Regions from separate parts of the Mus musculus genome. Here region 2 is linked to region 1. The links are chromatin contacts, called in public Micro-C maps. All regions are on one chromosome and are shown on one strand. The core of a region is the stretch at or near the end of the contact, and the rest is flanking DNA. Distances in the headings are between cores, read along the strand shown. Region 1 overlaps Ttll5 (tubulin tyrosine ligase-like family, member 5). Region 2 overlaps Ttll5 (tubulin tyrosine ligase-like family, member 5).

The links. Hi-C and Micro-C count contacts between places; a contact is called where the count stands out from the background.
Region 2: a contact with region 1 is called in a Micro-C map of the HL-1 cell line, with 3 times the contacts expected there. The contact joins two enhancer-like sites. A contact is called at or near these places in 1 of 15 datasets of contacts at CTCF or cohesin (the NIH/3T3 cell line), 21 of 484 Hi-C or Micro-C datasets (B cells, the C2C12 cell line, the HL-1 cell line and 12 more), 2 of 115 datasets of contacts at active chromatin or transcription factors (embryonic stem cells and pro-B cells) and 1 of 9 other capture datasets (adipose tissue).

Annotation. Positions count from the first base shown.
Region 1 is chr12:85,866,779-85,873,486 of GRCm38.p6, forward strand. The region is part of intron 9 of Ttll5 (tubulin tyrosine ligase-like family, member 5); the gene reads left to right. It overlaps Gm51990 (a long non-coding RNA gene), which reads right to left. Exons shown (of 2, transcript XR_003950216.1): 1 at 2,661-6,708; 2 at 1-166. Among named protein-coding and RNA genes, the nearest start is that of Gm51990, 3.8 kb to the right of the region's middle. Within about 2 kb of position 2,858, at least 130 of the 459 cell types and tissues checked have an H3K27ac peak or open chromatin away from gene starts, as enhancers often do. A contact at or near this core is called in the HL-1 cell line, the NIH/3T3 cell line and embryonic fibroblasts, where this site is marked.
Region 2 is chr12:85,953,874-85,960,581 of GRCm38.p6, forward strand. It overlaps Ttll5 (tubulin tyrosine ligase-like family, member 5), which reads left to right. Exons shown (of 34, transcript NM_001081423.3): 29 at 2,693-2,847. Among named protein-coding and RNA genes, the nearest start is that of Gm51989, 40 kb to the right of the region's middle. Within about 2 kb of position 2,563, at least 83 of the 459 cell types and tissues checked have an H3K27ac peak or open chromatin away from gene starts, as enhancers often do. A contact at or near this core is called in the HL-1 cell line, the NIH/3T3 cell line and embryonic fibroblasts, where this site is marked.

The DNA.
Region 1 (6,708 bases), core at 1,608-4,107:
CCTTTCAGCCCTCAGAGTGCGCTCAGCTGTGTCATTACATCCAGCATCCGTCTGCAGCTCCTCTGCACCTGCAGCTTCTGCTAATCTTGGGTCACGTGTGTTTTGTGTAGCCATAACTGAAGGTAATCAGCTTGGGATGAGATCACCAGGTTGCTTTACTTTGAGACTAGAAGGAAAACCATAATCTTTACTAAAGAGACAGACCTAGAGGCAGAAATAATTAGTTTCCTTCTTTAGACTTTTATACCCTGTCATTTCTGTTGGGAGCTTCAAATGAATGCTAGGAGATTGAAAGTTCATGTTATAAAGTTCACTGCATTGTGAAATAGAGGTTATTTTGTGTAAATTCCTTTCCCCTTTAAACTTTTTCCAGAAAAAGACCTTAGTTTCATTATAAGTTAATGCTTTCATTTGTCTTTGTTTTACTCACACAAAAAGCAGACCACTCACTGTTTATTTTATGTGTAGAAGTGTTTGCCTGCATATATATATGTAGGTATACTAAATGTGTGCAGTACATGCAGAGGCCAGAGGAGGGCTTCAGGTCCTCTTGAACTCTAGAAATGGCCTGAACTGTCTGTCATGTGGGTGCTAGGAATAGAACCCACATCCTTAACAAGTGCTGTTAACCCCTGGCTCATCTTTCCAGCCTCTTCTCACTGTTTCTTTCTTTCTTTCTTTTTTTCTTTTTTTCTTTCTTTTTTTGAGACAGGGTTTCTCTGTATAGCCCTGGCTATCCTGAATCTCACTCTGTAGACCAGGCTGGCCTCGAACTCAGAAATCCTCCTGCCTCTGCCACCCAAGTGCTAGGATTAAAGCCATGCACCACCACTGTCCAGCCTCACTGTTTCTTATATGTGAGTAAATTATTGAAGAGATACCAAAATGAAATTGCCTATGTGGCTCTTGAGTCAGCTGTCTCATGGTCCTGGTAGTAGTGCTTCTGCTCTGTATGCTACCGTGGGTTTCTTGTGCAGGTTGCTGCTGTAGAGTCCCCATGCAGGTTGATGCTGTACAGTAAGTCCCCATGCAGGTTGCTGCTGTACAGTCCCCATGCAGGTTGATGCTGTACAGTCAGTCCCCATGCAGGTTGCTGCTGTAGAGTCCCCATGCAGGTTGCTGCTGTACAGTCAGTCCCCATGCAGGTTGCTGCTGTACAGTCCCCATGCAGGTTGATGCTGTACAGTCAGTCCCCATGCAGGTTGCTGCTGTACAGTCCCCATGCAGGTTGCTACTGTACAGTCCCCATGCAGGTTGCTACTGTACAGTCCCCATGCAGGTTGCTGCTGTACAGTCCCCATGCAGGTTGCTGCTGTACAGTCCCCATGCAGGTTGCTGCTGTACAGTCCCCATGCAGGTTGCTACTGTACAGTCCCCATGCAGGTTGCTGCTGTACAGTCCCCATGCAGGTTGCTGCTGTACAGTCCCCATGCAGGTTGCTGCTGTACAGTCCCCATGCAGGTTGCTGCTGTACAGTCCCCATGCAGGTTGCTGCTGTACAGTCCCCATGCAGGTTGCTGCTGTACAGTCCCCATGCAGGTTGATGCTGTACAGTCAGTCCCCATGCAGGTTGCTGCTGTACAGTCCCCATGCAGGTTGCTACTGTACAGTCCCCATGCAGGTTGCTACTGTACAGTCCCCATGCAGGTTGCTGCTGTACAGTCCCCATGCAGGTTGCTGCTGTACAGTCCCCATGCAGGTTGCTGCTGTACAGTCCCCATGCAGGTTGCTACTGTACAGTCCCCATGCAGGTTGCTGCTGTACAGTCCCCATGCAGGTTGCTGCTGTACAGTCCCCATGCAGGTTGCTGCTGTACAGTCCCCATGCAGGTTGCTGCTGTACAGTCCCCATGCAGGTTGCTGCTGTACAGTCCCCATGCAGGTTGCTGCTGTACAGTCCCCATGCAGGTTGATGCTGTACAGTCAGTCCCCATGCAGGTTGCTGCTGTACAGTCCCCATGCAGGTTGCTACTGTACAGTCCCCATGCAGGTTGCTACTGTACAGTCCCCATGCAGGTTGCTGCTGTACAGTCCCCATGCAGGTTGCTGCTGTACAGTCCCCATGCAGGTTGCTGCTGTACAGTCCCCATGCAGGTTGCTACTGTACAGTCCCCATGCAGGTTGCTGCTGTACAGTCTCCATGCAGGTTGCTGTTTTGCTTCTAGGAAGGAGACATTGGGTTTCCAGAGATAGGGTATTGTTCTCACCAAAATGATGGTGGTCCATTTTTTGTGTCAAAAAATAGAATCCAAAGAGACTTTGTTCTGGATTATACAACTGTTGGAGGATCCAATCTGGATGTAAGTGAGCTGAGAAAGTCCCTTTTGAGACAAAGTTAATAGCCAAATTTGCACTGAAACAAGAATTTATTTTAAAAAGATATTGAGTTGGAAACCACGTGAGTTGTCAGTGACTCAACGAAAGGTAGCCTCAGCTCATGAAAGTGTCCCAGGGGGGTTCTGAGGGCTGCACCCAGGTCAGAGAAGTGGGAAAAGACTTTGAAAAGGCCTCTTCTAGCAAAGCCCTTCCCAGCCGTATTACCCAGTGGAAAGGCAGAAAAGACCCCAGATCATTTGTAATTCCTTTCTTCCCTCCCCTAACTCTGGGCCCTTGCTCAGTAGCTTTGCTTGCTAATTAACACTGACTCCATGGGGTATTTACCTTTTCTGTGCTAGATTCCTGTGGTTTTGAAAGAATTCAGGTACTTGGTGATTGCCAAGGAATTCAGATTACCTCACAGGCTGTACACTGTCCAGAATCTGCCACCGCAGCAAGTAGGGGGAAGAGATACCAGCGACAGAGAGAAGTCCTTCCTAGCCTGTCACTCTCCCTGGCAGGCCTTTGCTGTTTGTGAAGTCTGAGTCATTTCTGGCTCTGAGGACCAAGGATCAGGCTGGTAATCCCCTCCCAGACTCTGCAGGGCGCTGCCCAGTAACTGCAGCGTTTTGGCAGTTTCCCTGCTGCAGCTGGTTGACAGCAGATCAGAGCTCTCCGGCTCAGGCCGCCTGTTGTCTTCCATCAGATTTTTCTAGGTCAGGCTAGGATGAAACTCTTGCTTCTGGCAAGAGTGCCTGAGATGAAGTCTCATTGCCCGTGACCCCTCTCCGCAGGAAGCTCTACATGCTAAAGATGACTCAGGTGCTACTACTGCAGTCTCCTTGCTTTGTGCATTTGTTCTGAATGTAGAAGATATACCTACCAAATTGAGTACTTAACTCTTCTATACCTAGGCTCTGTGATGCCGACTGACTGTAAGAGTATACACTGTCAGGTGTTCAGGCCACGTCATAGTTTGTACGTGAGAGAAGCATTAGTAAGATCTTACTGACTTTGTGCTTGCTTCCCCCTTGTGCTTCTTCTATATTGATAAAGGTCTTGAAACAAGCAGCTTAGGGGCACTGTGCAGTACTATTTATAAATTCCCACCGCAGATCCGTCTTGCTTGCCATTGAGTCATGTTCCAACATCACCGTCATCACTTTCTTACCATTTAGGGCTCTTGGTAGGGTTTTTTCCCCTTTCCCTCTGTCAGTTAAAGAATTAAAAGTCAAGAAAAACAAACAAACAAACAAACAAACAAACACCACTTCAAATATCAAGTGCAACAAGTAGCAGCAGGGAAAGATGTCAAGACAGACCACAGAGTGAGCTGGTTAAAAGAAAGGCTTTTGCTATGGGCGAGGGAGCCCAGAACAAGGCACATGCAGAGAAAGTCCCTGCAGGACAGAGACTGGGAAGCCAAAGCCTGGCCTTTCCTCAGCAGCTGGGATTTCCCAGTCTTTGAGGGGTCTTCAAAGGCGCTTCCTCCCTGAGTTTAGGGTTTTCCCATTTGAACGAAGAGAGGCTGATAGATCCACAATTTGGGGGTAAACATGTCCTGATCTGGCCTTGGACCTGTAGGACCTTGTCAAACTGCTCCACAGGCTCTAGTGGCTGGAGGGAAAGCCTGAAGACCTTTGTGTGTGGTCAGAAATATGAGGGAGGACGGAGCTGCATGTTTGCTATCTTTGTTTCCTAGTCATGGCCCCTCTTCCCCTTTGTCTGCCTAGCAAGATCTGGCTGACTCTAGTCACTCAGTTGAAAGTACATTTTAAAAAGATTTTTCTATTTTTATTTCATGCACATTAAATGTTTTACTTGTGCGTGCGTAAGTGTACTACATGCATGTATTGCTGGGAGAGGCAAGAAGAAAAAAGTCCGGGGTTCTAGGTGGTTGTGAGCTGCCACATGGGTGCTGAGAATTGAACCCAGGTTCCCTGGAAGCACAGCCATTGTTCTTTATTGCTGAGCTCTTAATCTCTTCAGCCCCAGAAAATGCGTTTAACACACCGAACATGCCAGGAATGTTAGCTTTGCAATCCGGTTACTGTTGTGTATTGGTTGTTGCCCTCCTGACAGTGTGGGCGACTGGCTACAGCGTGTTCTACTGCTCAGGGTTACAAGGCAGAACCAGTGGATATTGATAGAGTGAGAGAAGATGAACATCCAGAACTGAAAGTGTAATTCCTTCAGAGTGCAGAGTTCCTACACCATCATAAAGCAGCTGTCCAGCGTGTCTGTGATTAAACTCTTGTAAGCCGGGGCCGCCTAAGACTTCATTTTCAAAATAAGGATAATCTATATTTGTTTTCAGATTGATTTTAAAAAATGGACATATAGTTCTTTTGTTATCTGTTAGCTCTAAAATAATTTAGAGTCCAGAGTTCAGATTATCTAAGAAAGTAAGGTCCCATATTTTCTTGACATAAAGGTCAAGGCTATAAAATTCTGTTGTGTGGGCTTTCTTAAATCTTAAATTTTGGAAGTTTCATCTATCTGCTGTCTGTTTCTGTACATGTACATCACAGTGCACACATGGGAGTCAGAGAACAACCTGTGGGAATTGGTTCTCTCCTCTGTGGATCCCAGGGAGCTACCTCAGATCTTCAGGCTGGGAGACAAGTACCTTTTCCTGTCCCTGTTGAGCCATCTTGAAGGCCCAGTGTACTCCCACCCCCATCCCCAATAGCACTCACTTTTTGTTTTAATTGAAAATAGTTTTTTACACAATGTATTCTGATCATGCTTTTGCTTCTTCCTCTCCTTTCAGATCCTCCCCACCTCCCTCCTGCCCAACTGAACCCATTCTTTCTCTTTAGAAAACAAACAAGTAAAATTACAAAACAAACAGACTGGCATTAAACAACAACGAAGGAAAAGCATGAAAACACATACACAAGTCCATAAAAACACAAAATTAGAAGCCATAATATTACGAGCATAAGACCAGGAAGGCAAAAAAAAAAAAAAAAAAACCAAACAAACAAAAAACAACAACAACAAAAAAAAAAGACCAAGAATTTACTGGAAATACCATTGAGTTTGTTTTCTATAGGCCATGTGCTGGGCATGGGCCTGTAGTGAAGTGTGTGTATGTACCGTGAAACTCCATTGGAGGGCCCAGGTATCTTAACTCTTTCTCTCCTTTAAGAGGGAGGTTAAGGACTTAGCTCACTGTATGACTTTCAGCTGAGTTAGGAGAAGTATTTGCAGATTTGATCCTGAATTACCTAGGAAATTATTGATTCCTCTGGCTTGTTAATAGAGAAATTGTGTTGAAACTTTCACGTGTGACTAGGTTGAAGTGTGACGGTGTGTGACAGGTTTAACCCACTGGTTCTCAACCTGTGGGTTGGGGCCTCTTCAGGGGCTGACTGGCCCTTTCACAGGGATTGTGTATCAAATATGTACATTACAGTTGATAACAGTAGCAGAATTGCAGTCATGAAGTAGCAATGAAAATAATGTTATGGTTGGAGGTCATCCTCACATGAGGAACTGTATCGAAGGGTTCCAGTGTTAGGAAGGTTGAGAACCACTGCTCTAATACAGAGGTCACAAGGCTACATGCGTCGCAGTGGGCACTGAAGTGGGAGAGCAGCTTGCCCTGTCTGAAGGCACTCGTGCTGTACAGTGCTGGCCAGTCACCAGCAGGGAAATGACCAGATCTTTTGTTGTTCTAAACTTCACAAGGAAGTTACTACTTTCCTCTAACACTTTGAATTTTGAAACCATTTAGACCTGTGAAATAGCTATCCGAGTAGTGTGAAGAGCCACTTTTTACTGTCTGAGACCTCGTTCAGCTCTACCAAACTGTCTACTAAATTCATTTTAACTAGAGGACCCCATCAAGGATGGTGGTTTGGTTCAGTTGTCGAGTCTCTTCCAGATCCCAGTCTGGAGCAGCTCCATGTTTCTGTGACTTCATGACCTCAGTGCTTTGGAAAATGACAGGCTACTCGTTTTCCAAATTGTCCTTCAATTTGGATTTGTCTGTATTTTCTCATGATTAAACTTTGGCTATTCATTTGGGGTCAGAATACCACAGAAGTGATGGTAAATTCTCATTTCGGGATATTTGATGGCACATGCTAATTATTTAGTATTTGATTAAAGGATGTGCCTACCAGAGTCCTCCATTGTAAAGTGGCTTTATCTTCTCTCTGTGGTTACCAAGAATTATGAGGAGGTTGTTGAAAACCATGTAAAAACTCATTCCTTGTCTCATTTTTTTACCAATATCTTTCATATCTATTGATGTTTCTTGGTTAAGTGAATTATTACAGCAGTGACTCCTAGATGATGATTTTCAAATTCCATTATCCTTTTATTTGTATTATTTTGCATTTTACTTCAAGGAAAATTGTTTTCTTCCTATTATATATTCATT
Region 2 (6,708 bases), core at 1,313-3,812, 87 kb after region 1:
TAAGGAAGAATATGCCACACACACCTGGAGCCCAACACTTCACACCTTGGCCTTGACACCACTTAGATTTGTGGTGTTTGTGTACCTGCTTAGTGCCCTAAGACTTTGGTCTCCTTTGCTAAGATAGGCATAAGAATGTTACCCAGGATTGGATGAGATGATGCAAGGGGTGGCAGTGCAGGGCACAGAGAGTACAGGAGGCGGGTGTTTGCTGTGAGGGGATAAACACTGGCGTTTGAATCGGGGACTGCAGCGCCGACAAATGGATTATCAAACCTGTCCAATCCACCCTCTCCTCCCCTCTGCACACTCTATTGTCCAGATTCTGCCCTTTGTGCTAAACATGGCAAACTGTGCGTTTTTTTAATCCATTGTTTAGCTACTATAAACTATTAAACCCCCTTTGTTATGATTTGGTACTTTGTTTTTTTTTAATGTGTATGTCTGTGGCTGTGTAGCTGCAGAGACCAGCAGAGGGCACTGGACTCCCTGGAGTTGGAGTTACAGGTATTTTCTGCCATCCATCAGACCATGGGTGTTAAGCACTGAACCCTGGTCCTCTAGAGGAGCAGTGAACACTCTTCACCTCTGAGTCAGCTTTTCAGTTCAGCTCTCACATATGACCTTTCTCGCATTGTGGTATTTCTACAGCCTACAGAGCGGACAGGAGTGGTCTGTGTGGGTTAGAAATAGATCCTTCAGTCCTGCTGGAGCCAGTGGCACTATCTCAGAATCTGGCCCTTGCTACCTGTAGGCTATAGGGAGAAGTAGGAAGGAGTGCTTCAAGGAGACTGACGTCCAGAGAAGAGGTGCAGCCCTCCTTTTCAGCATTTTCTTCTTTGTGCATCAGTTCACACCTTCCCTCTGTCCCTGGTGCCTGCGGATGCAGAGCAGGAGTCAAAAGTCATGGTTGGCTCTCGACGCCTCTTCTGAAGCCTGGCCCACCCCGGAGAACAGAAGCACAGTGCCGCACGCACCAGCCTCACGGTCATCAGAGACCGCTCCAACCTGTGCAAAACAGCTTTCTGACAAGACGCGTATTTTGAGTCATTGGTGAGAAGATACTGACTTGCGCTGTTTTCACTTACGGACTCTGACTGGGGAGGAAACACTACACTGTTGCTACGAAGGACTTCTTTTTTCATGATTTCAGATCATTTGAAGATTTAGAATTCTTTCTTATGTAAATATTAAAGTTATTTAGGTGCCTTAGGGTGTTTTGTAGGAGAAAGAGTGTCCCTTCAGTAGCTTCTCTTGCCTGATGATGTATTTCAGACACTATTCTGGCAACTTGCACACAGAAGCCCTGCACTCAGCACCGGGTCTTCTGCTCTGCAGGACTCCCCGTATCCCTTCCTCTCCCTGCAGCTGCCTGCGGTCACTGCCAGGCGGCGCTTACACTGAGCAGCTCCCCTTTGCAGTGATCCTGACACCCTTGGCAAAACGTCTGGCTCCTTAAGTCGTAGAGCAATATGGAGAATACTCAGAAGCATAAGGAAAAATAACATCACAGTAGATGCTATGTTATACATTCTGGATTTTTTCCTTTACAGCTTTTGAGAAGTCTATCCACGTGTCTACTTTATGTTTAAGATTTACATTGTGATTTTTATTAGAGCCCCCCACCCCCAAGTTAGCATCATGTTCCTAGTTAATGAATAAACAATATTCTCTTATGTGGATAGAGCAAAATGTAACCATCTTGTTAGCCGTTTTTACCTTCTCCTATTTCACTGTTAAAAACAATGCTTGCTTTTAAGTACATTTTTTCTATAGTGTGTGGTATGAGCTGGACCTCGGCGTTGCAGTCGCTTTAGCCCTAGTTCTGCTTCCCTGCTTAAGTCGAGGCCCTTTCCTGCTGTGCAAACTGAGGACTGGGGTCATCCCTGTACTGATTACAGACTCTGAATTTGCATGAGATGTGTGCCCCTCCCTGGATTCTAGCAAATAGGAGCTGCTGTTGTAATGGTCGTTGGTGAAATTGTCACCTGCAGAAGTACATACATCAGAGTGAGTGTGTGGTGTTACAGGTAGTGTGCTGAGTAACTTCCCCAAACTGATTTCCGGAAATATCCTCCCACCTCACAGTCAGAGCAGTAACCTGAGCCCCTGTAAGCTTCCTTTTGCTACTGTTGGACACATTTAACTATATAGCAATGTGGTGGGTTGGTCTCACAATCCCTTTTACAGTTACATGTTTAAAGAAATAATTCTCATTTACAGATGGAAACAACTAGCTTTAAATGTTCAATTGACTGTTCACATTCCATCCTTGTGTAAATTATTTATGAATGTTACTGTCCATGTTAGTGGACTGTCCAGGTTTTTCTTTCTAAGTGACTGAGTTCTTTGTATCATTTTTATTGCTATCATTATCTACAACTAAAGCTTGTTGAGCACTTAGAACCTCCAGATGAGGAAGAAGGCTGTGTGGTTTGAACATTGCCTGGATCAGCCCATTACCATCCTGAGAGTAGGGGAGGGAGTTAGGCTCCATCTACCTCTCAGACAGTGCGCGTTCCCCACCTCTGCTTTCTGCACACAGAAGACAGTCTGTGCTCTGTGCCGTTGTCACAGCTCTGCTCTCAGCCCGATGAGTCAGCATCGCAGACTGTGATTGCTCCCACATGCTTCTCATGATACTTTTCTAAAGCTTTGTGAAATCAAGTTCTTTCCCTCCCCTCATTTCTAGGTGACAAACCTGAATTTGGCCAGCAGTGTCATAAACAGAAGCAGTGCATCCACCCCCCCTACCCTTCGGCCTGTCATCAGTCCTAGTGGCCCAACGTGGTCTATACAGCCAGACCTCCACGCTTCTGAGACCCACTCCAGCCCCCCTGGAAGCAGGTGAGTGAGTGAAGGCCCGGGGCTAGCATTTGGGGTACACAGGAGTGACCTGCCTATGCCGTATCCTGAGTGATGCTGCCGCAGAGAGTTCTGAGTGGAGTCTAGCAAGCCAGCTGCCTTTTCTCTGCCTGTCCACAGATTCTAGCACTGAGCACAAGGCCTAGTTTAATTTGTAAGGTTGTTTTCATGAGAAGGAAATTCCTGGTAGTTGGAAGAATCGCTGTGTCTCTCCTCACTTGTGGCTGAGTTTTACCTTCATGCTTGCTTGCCTCCAGCTCTTTTTTTACACCCATAAGGCACTGTGCTTTGGGTACTTTGGTCTCTGCTTTGGAGGGGTATTTGTTTCTTATGTTTTCAAAAGCCAGTATACATAATTGCCTACAGTTTCCTCCAATACATTGATTTGAGAAGTGGGAAGGTATTTATTTCTTTTGTGTACTTGAAAAAAGTTGCAGGGGATAAAAGCCAAATGATTCTAGACATAAAGCAAGTTCTCAATTGAGAAAGAAAGCACTGTGTTGAATAGTGGTCTCTTTCTATAGTTTAACAATCCCTGTATGGGGAAAATTTTTAAAAAACAACAACAACAACAAACGTGGGTTTTTTTTCCGTGTTCCGGAGGCAGTGCTTGGAGAGGCGCTCAGAGTGAGTGCCTTTATGTCCAGTGTTTGACATAGGCTTTCCTGCAGTACAGTTTCTAACAAAACTAGTCTGTCTTCAAACCCTGGCAACAGGATTCTTTTTTACACCAGACGGTTGGGAAAGGACCTACATCCGCATGCGGTGTGCCCAGGCTGACTTGAGAGGGGCTCGGGCTGTGAGACCCAAAGTCCTTAGGAGATTGTCTAAGACGAAGAAGTGCGTCAGCAGGGCCTGTGGTGCTTCCGTGACGGGATCCAGCAGGCTTTCCTATCGAGGAGCAGAAAATCATTGTGAAAGAGTTGAAGGCACAGCACAGAGTCAGGAAACAAAATAAATATGTAGCGTTTTTAAGAAATAAAAATCAAGGCTTGGTCTATGAAGCGGGGAGGGGTGTAGGGGAATACAAAATAGGTTCCCAAATACAAAATCCCTGGTTCTCAGTTTTCAAGTATGGCAGTGTCCTAAAAGGCAATGAAGGGTCTTGTACTAAAGCCTCAACCTGACCAAAATGCTTGGGGCCTGTGCTTGCCTCACAGCCTAAGCACCTGACCTCAGGCCACAGGCCACTGTGGGAGGGAGGGAGGGAAGGAAGCCATTCCTGACTGCTGTCCCCAGAGCTCAGCATGACTGCCATGGTGTGTACACACAGACACACACAATAATAGTTGGAGTGGTTTTGTTACTTTGTTTGGTGTTTACTCCCATTTTATTGGGTTTTTTCATATTTATCCCCAGCCCCAACCCCCAATTCAACCCTACCTCCCAACCATCCAACTTGAAGTAGTCTTGTCTTAGACTGGCCTGGAACTCAGCTCCGCCTGCCTCTGCCCCCTGGGTGGTGGGATTCAAAGCATGTGCCACCACACCTATCCACTGGGACCATGACAAATTGTATGGATGATCCCTTTCTTAGCCCTGTTGGAAGGGCTGTTGTCTGTATGAGTGTAGAGTCCGCAGCGGCAGCCCCTCAGGCAGATGGGCAATGGAGGTGTGATTATCAGAGTGAGTGAAGCCTTCTGACCTCAGGGATCCTCTTCCCTTGAAATGAAGCTATCAGGTGGCCCAGTGTGTGAGCACAGCTCCCAGCACCCCCACGCCAGTGGTCCCAGCTGCCTTCTCTTCTGTGTACTTGCTGGAAGCTTGAAGCTTGAAAAGGCAGGTGAAAGACATGGGGAGGGAGAAACTACCTAACTGTTGAAGTTGCTGTTGGTGTCAGAATTAGTGTTTAAGGAGCTAATTTTGGAACCAGAAACCATGCCCCGGAAGTGACATAAACCTAATAAGCACATTATGTCATGCCCTGGAGTGGTGTCTCTTATTCCCATAGTCATTGTGGTTGGGATCAGAAGAACCAACTCAGAAGAGTTGGGGACAAACAAGGCTGCAGCACTTTTAAGACTGGGCGCTTTCCACAGAGTCCTCCCCACAGGAAAAGTCTGTTGTCTTTAGTACAATCTACAGAGTAGCCACATTCCTGAGACAAGTCATACAAAGGAAGCTGTTTATACTTAACAGCTTTATTCACCTTGCAAATGTTTGCATATATTCTATTTTCACACCACAGCAGAGCCAGCAGTCCTGTGGAACACATTTGTGCCACAGTCTGTGCTGGTCTATGTGGATGACAGCAACAGGTACTTTCTTACTAGAAACAAGATGTCAGAGTACACGGTTGAGACAGAATTTGTAGCACTTCGAATATTTGGTAGGGGTGACTTTACTAAAAGTTCCGGCTGGCTAAAGACGTTTCTCTTGGTAGCACCTGTTAGAAATAAGAGGAAAGATGATAGGATATGTCAAGGTCAGAGCCAAGACCTAATTTCCTTTGCCCTTCTCCCAGCCAGACACTGAGCCCTGCAGTGACCTGGTGCCTCTGCAGCCAGGATGCAGTCTCCGTGTAGTTCCCTGAGCTTTCCACCTTGACATAATTGTCTACAACAGCTCTCCATGCTTCTATTGAAACAGAAAGCCTGTTGCCAGGCTCCAGTGCAGTCTAAGGAGCCTTGGGAAGTCTTCTATGGCTCCAGGTAACCTCTGGGTGCTAGGATGGCTAGGGACTCAACTTGAGTATTCCAGTTCCATGTAGAACTCTGGGAGCAGCCACCCAAGAGCAGCGCTAAGTGAATTCTGAGGTCTTAGTTTGGGCTGTGCTGTGGTCCCAGCCAAAGGCATTCTGCTGAGTCCCGAGGCCTGATTTCCATTTTTACTTGGTAAGTCCCTGTGAAGAGGGTATTTTTGGATATTGACTTAATCTTTTGTTCCTCCTTTGTAGTAAGAAGTGACTAACCTTAATGAAGATGGGAGTTGTAGCTTAGAGATGTGAGTTTTATTACTGCTTTTGACACTAAGAGACCCTAAGCTATTTATTTAATCTTTTTATAGGATAAGCATACTTACCTATAAACTGGTCTGTTTTGAGAGCTTTTGGATTGCCTTTGATCTCCTTGGAAGTGGAGGCTAAGTAAATAAAAGGTACTCTCACTAGTTTCTGTGATGGCAGCAGTAGATTCCAGACCCACAGTCTGCTAATTCAGTCAGCTAGGCTGCCCAGCAAAGCTAAGATGTAAAGAGACTCCCGGTGCTGGCTGTACTTTCGTCAGCATGTGGGAGAACTCAGAGACTTGGTAGCCACAGGAATGAATAACCAGTGACTCACGAAGACTCGCAGATAATGTTACTCCTCATTTCCCCCTGTTGCTATTGTTCTCTGTTTTATGGATCGCACAAATTTTCTCCAGACAACCTTATTCTTCCCTTGCTGTTGGAAACTGCTCCAAGTGTAGCCTCAGGGCTGTCGTCTCCCATTGGGTCAGTGTGAGCTCAGTCCAGCGCCTCAAATCCCCTGGTTCCTTTGGTCTGTCTGGAGTCCCTGCTCAGGCTTTGTTGTGGGAGAGTGAGGCAGAGAGCCACAGCTTGCCCAGACAGTCTGAGACCTGGCCATGCAGCTTGCAGTTCCCTAGACACTCTGGGGTTGGACTTGGCCCGCCATTCCTCTGTTGTTACTTTTCAGAGGTAATAAGTGAGATTAATTGCAGGCCATTCTCCAGAAGAGAGACTTGTTAGGGCCAAATGCAGTCACATGTGTAAAGCCTGCGGCATGCCTCAGGCAAGGGCAGTGTGGCGTTACCCAGCAGGACTCCAGGATGCAGGTACCACATTTTATGACTTTTTTTCTCAGGCCTTGTCTCTGGTCTCTAGATGTTAGTACCTGGCTATTTT